Linked DNA regions of Mus musculus: region 2 is linked to region 1. A link is a contact called in public HiChIP or PLAC-seq data. All regions are on one chromosome and are shown on one strand. Each heading gives the region's core, a stretch centred on a gene start, on an enhancer-like site or on the middle of the called end of the contact. The rest is flanking DNA. Distances are from core to core; before and after follow the strand shown.

Region 1 (2,700 bases), core at 101-2,600:
TATATATATATATGAGTACACTGTCGCTCTCTTCAGACAGAACAGAAGAGGGCATCTGATCCCATTACAGATGGTTGTGAGTCACCATGTGGATGCTGGGAATTGAACTCAGGACCTCTGGAAGAACATTCAGTGCTCTTAGCCGCTGAGCCATCTCTCCAGCCCTGCACCTAATTCTAAATGGCACAAATGTCAGCGACTAAGACAGCCCGGTCAAATGCATTCCACTTAATACTACTAGGATATGAACAGGCATTGCCAGCAGGTATAAAAACAAACACCAAGGATGTGTAAAGACACTGACACACCTCTAAGAAAAATGATAACCAATAATCACTGTCGGTGAACTAGGGTTGTGTAGACAGGAGCACTGGTGGGCTCTGGTTGCTACGATCACAGGACGGTGGCAGGTGGTGATTGAGAGTTCATGGCCATATGCAAGACCATTATTATTTTAGGGATGCCATGGTATAAAAGGGGAAATGTTGGTGACTTAGGCAAGAGGGGTAGCTGCAAAAACCCCAAGATCTGGCTTCAAGTCCAGATGCCACACTAGGTTCTGGGAGCTAGACTGATGGGCAATCTCCTCAAAGCTCCATTTCCTGTATGTGGGGTAATGAGAACTGCTGCTCGAGAGACAAACAAATTAATTCATTAAACAAATCAATGCATATCAAGCACTTACTAGAGCATGCAGGAGGTACCTGCTATACGCATGCCACCAGCTCCCTGGGAAATCACATGTCAGAGGAGAAGGACAAAATGACCAAAAACAAGTGTCTCCCCTTATGGAACTGCCTCAGTATCCATAACGTTCACTGAGGTTCCCGGCTGGGCGGCTGCAAGCCTACTCCACAGGCTCCACAAGGAAGCAAGCACTACACCACCTACAGCTCAGTTTCTTCAGAAGTACATTAAAAGCACTTTTCTCCCTGTGGTCAGTTCTTGGTATCAATTACTCCTTGGTCAGCTACTACACATACTTTGCCATTGAAACATTTACAACACCTGCATGAACAGCCAATAGTGTCATATGCTACAGCCTAAGAAATTATGCCAATTCCAACCCACCAACTTCTCCAGAGCCTAGCCCTGCCTATGTGTCTAGGCCCTCCCTCCTTCATCTTTCTGCAGTTAGGCTCTCAGCTACTTGTTTTTGCATCCACTCGCCTTGACATAACCTTTCTGTTCCCATGCATCCGTGGGCATGGCCTTTGGGGGAGTGTGAAGGGTTGGCGGCATTTGGTCATAACGCTTTGTTGCTTGAAAACCAGCCACCAAGCTACACATTAAAGGAGACCTAACGGGCTGGAGACATGGCTCAGCAGCTAGGGAGTCTTACTTCCTCAGAGACATCAGCTTCTGTTTCCAGTGACAGACTTACACGAAGTCAAGTGCACCCCTTCATTTTCACAGAGCACCTCACAACTGTCGCAGCTTCAAAGCATTGAGTGACGCCTTCCAATCACATCCCTGACAATCTGCTGGTCCCACCTGCATCTCTGACATACCATTAATAATGCGCCCCCCCCTACCCCCACCCCAAGGTCTCTGTAGTCTATGGAACACAATTCTGAGACCTAACCTCAAAGGGCTCCAACATCTGAGGGCTCTCTCCTCCCTCCCATCTTTCTATCCCAATTTTGACATGTTTCCTGTTGTTCCATTTTCTGCCTCAGCTATAGGTCACAAACTCCTTCAGAGGGTAGCTGTCTTTCCTCTCTTTCTGTAAGCGCTCCCTATAACCTGCCTGAGAAGGAGTAACTATTGAGTAGGTGCTGTAAGAAGCAGGACGGAGTCAGCACAGGCCATCACAGTAAATATCACCCGCTAGTGAGAACAGTAGAGTGCCTTTAGACTTCGAATGCCAATGTGTGCTCTTCTGGACTCGCCACCCTCTTTTAAAAGCCAGGTGTTAGTCTTTAAAAAATACAACCCACATCTTTTAAAAACAGTAGTACAATTTTAAAAATAAAAGATGTAGAAGTTCATCTGCCTGTTCCTAGACTGAACCACCTGCTGTGGCGAGATTTGTTTGTTATAGCAGGATGGCTACCACTCACTTCCTGTTTCACGAGGACAAGAAGGGAAAATATCCACAATACAAAACCGCATCTCTACCACACTGGAGAGGTGTAAACACAAACGTGAACTAGCCATTTTACTACTGCAAACAGTTAGGATGTCTCAAATTTCTCACTATGGAAAGTGAGTTAGCTTCTCTAATCCCCCCAGAAAGGCCAGGTTAACTGAGCCAGCTGCTGCTAATCCTCTGTGACACTTGAAGGATTTGGCCACTGCACCATACAACATATCATCAGAAAGGAATACCTACTAGTATAGAACTTCATTAGCTTCGTGTCTCTCATATCTCACAGTTTCGCACATTAACCTGTAAGAGAGAAGGAGACTGAAGTCACGCATTTGCCATTGAAACAACTCGAATGAGCCACGGGGTGATATTTCAAGTTTACTACTTCATATGCTCATTTAAATTATTTACCTTCAAAAACGGGTATCGATGGCAGTAGAGTTCAACAAAGCAAATTAAAATCTGCCCCACCTGTTTCCCCAACACACAGTTCCACCCGCACACTAGAAGATGAACCATCTAATGGGAGCCAGGCTCCCACGTGCACTTTATGGGGGAGCTATTTCATACTTTGTAGATGGCATGCAGTCACAGCATGTTCTCCAAGG
Region 2 (2,700 bases), core at 51-2,550, 500 kb after region 1:
ATTTCCTGTAGCTGGAAATACAGGCAGTTTTTAGACTCTGGTGTAGGTGCTAGGCTCAAACTCTGGTCCTCTGGGAGAGCAGCAAGTGTGCTTAATTACTAAGCCAATCTCTCTAGAGCCTGTATTAGTTACCTTTAACGTTCATTGCTATGACAAAATGTCTAACACAAGTGATTAAAGAAGGACGGGTTTCTTTTGGCTCACAATTTGAGGGTACAATCCAAACTTGGTGTAGCAGGAGTCTGAGCAGCTGGTCGTATTGTAATTATGTTTAGGGGAGAGATCGTCCTGTATATACATCTCACTCCCCCACCCCTTTTTTTTTCTGAGACAGGGTTTCTCTGTATAGCCCTGGCTGTCTCACTCTGTAGTCCAGGCTGGTCTCGAATTTAGACACAGGAAGGGGCTTTACACGTTTAGGATACGTGATCTCACCCCAATTAACCCCATCTAGAAACCCCCTCACAGCTGTTCCCAGAGGTTTGCCTCCCAGATGATTCTGGATCTTGTTAACGGGACAGTTTTAGTCAGCCATTAAAATTACAGACCGTACTGGATCCCAGCTCACAAAGACCTGTCTGCCTCTGCTTCCTGCATGCTGGAGTTTTGAGTTAAGCTTTACCTTGAATTTTTCTTAAGGAAAAACTTTCTCTCCCACTAAAAAAAAAGATGTTTTATTTGACGATATACTTTTAACTGCCAATGATCATTTTAAAAGTTACTGCATAGTCATCTCATTTAGATAGTCTAATATATTTTATTTTATACAGTTGGAAATATATTTAATATGGCTTCTTCAAATATGCATGAAGTTTGTATATTCTGAAAAGGCCAAATTTCTGGTTTAATTTAATTAGCATTAGCAAGAATTTACATATGGATGTCTTAATAATGAGCAGCCCTGGGAGCATAAAGATACTCAAAAAAGAAGAAAAAGAAAAAAAAAAACCCAAACAACCCACAGCTGGCCAAGGAAATGAGAACAACGGGAGTCAGAAATAACTCAAGTTCTGAGTTTTTATCACCTGACTCTACAGATGGTGATGAAATTCTGCTGCTCTTCCTGAGCCTTCCAGGCTGCTCTAGCCTGGAGAGACAACACCACCACATACTTGGACATCTTAGAGGTTTGAGTTTCTCAGTGAGCTCAGACCAGCCTGGGCTTTACGGTAGACCTTACTTCAAAACAACAAACAGACAAAACCAAAACGAGTAGATCCTGAGGCAAATCAGCTGTGTGCCAACACGAGCGAGCGAGCGCTGAATTCCAGTCTTGGTCTGGTTAGAGCAGCCAGGCCCTGCTGCCTGGGGCTCAGCCCCCTCACTCACCGCAGTGGTCCTCATCAGCTCGGTTCCCGCAGTCGTCCACACCATTGCAGTGAAGCAGCTGAGGCAGGCACCTGCTCATGTTCCCACAGGGGAAGGAGCCGAGGGGACAACTGACATCCTGTGCACTTCCGAGAGTGACTGGGGGCAGAGGGAGAGAAATACGACAGTTGGAAAGGGTAATGTAGCACCCAAAGTAGGCCCCATCAATGCTCCCACACGTTTGTCCCTGATCTGGTTAGTGTAGAAACATGGCATCGCTATCACCAGGGCCCATAGCTGCTTTCCAGTGCCTCTGCCTCACGAGGGAGCTCTTACCAGCTTCTTTTCCTAGGGTTCTCTTACCAACTCCTATTTCTTAGTCCACTGTCCTCACCCTCCTTCGAGTGACAAAGTGGTGAGGATTGAACCTATGACCTACTTCATGCTGGACAAGTAGTCTATCACTAAACTTTGTTCCCAGCTCCCAACTCTGGGAAGGTTTTCTTAGCTTCCCCTTTAATGAACGCATGTTCATTTAACTCCAGTTCTATTCCTCTCTTCTATAGAAACCTTTCAGTTGTTTTGTTTGTTTGTTTGTTTGTTTGTTTTTGTTTTGTGTGATGGTTTGTATATGCTCAGCCCAGAGAGTAAGTAACACTATTAGAAGGTGTGGCCCTGTTGGAGTAGGTGTGTCACTGTGGGTTTGGGCTTTAAGACCTTTATCCTTGCTGTCTGGAAGCCAGTATTCTGCTAGCAGCCTTCAGATGAAGATGTAGAACTCTCAGCTCCTCCTGTACTATGCCTGCCTGAATGCTGCCATGTTCCTGCCTTGATGATAATGGATTGAACCTCTGAACCTGTCAGCCAGCCCCAATTAAATGCTGTCCTTATAAGAGTTGCTTTGATCAGGATGTCTGTTCACAGCAGTAAAACCCTAAGACATTTTGTTTTTTTAAATCAAGCATTTACTGTGTCTTTCCCATGGCCTCAGAATCAAGGCTGCTCTGGTTTGAGGGCATGGAGAAGCAAGCGCCACCTGCTCATTTGTGTATCGGATGTTCCTAAGTGTGAGGCCCTGGCAAGACTGTGCCGGGCATTGGCTAACTCCCAGCTGCCGTCCTGGCAAGGGCTGTTCTCCATTGTAAGGACACAACTGAATAAGTCAATAAGTGATTCCCAAATGAGGCGCACCAAGAAATGAAACCTGAGCTCTCGTGGCATAACTGCTGGGATCTGTAAGGTGGGCTTCTGAGAACCGGGTCTGACTAAACGGAGGGGAAAACAAAGAGAAGAACCTGGGCAGCAAGAGGAGGTAGGGATGTGGGGGAAGATGAGCATGGGTGTGTGTGGAGGTGAGCATGTTTAGGCTGAGGATCAGATAACTTAACAGGT

Evidence for each region. HiChIP or PLAC-seq counts read pairs in DNA pulled down with a chosen protein or histone mark.
Region 2: a CTCF HiChIP or PLAC-seq map of large pre-B cells shows a contact between it and region 1, with 4 times the contacts expected there. The contact joins two enhancer-like sites. A contact is called at or near these places in 4 of 39 promoter capture datasets (cranial neural crest, frontonasal cranial neural crest, hematopoietic stem and progenitor cells and 1 more) and 1 of 15 datasets of contacts at CTCF or cohesin (large pre-B cells).

The regions. Positions count from the first base shown.
Region 1 is chr3:79,208,356-79,211,055 of GRCm38.p6, forward strand. It overlaps a transcript of Rapgef2 not described here. Among named protein-coding and RNA genes, the nearest start is that of 4921511C10Rik, 3.2 kb to the right of the region's middle. Within about 2 kb of position 1,351, at least 8 of the 459 cell types and tissues checked have an H3K27ac peak or open chromatin away from gene starts, as enhancers often do.
Region 2 is chr3:79,704,246-79,706,945 of GRCm38.p6, forward strand. Rxfp1 (relaxin/insulin-like family peptide receptor 1) reads right to left here. Exons shown (of 18, transcript NM_212452.2): 2 at 1,330-1,467. Among named protein-coding and RNA genes, the nearest start is that of Rxfp1, 32 kb to the right of the region's middle. Within about 2 kb of position 1,301, at least 15 of the 459 cell types and tissues checked have an H3K27ac peak or open chromatin away from gene starts, as enhancers often do.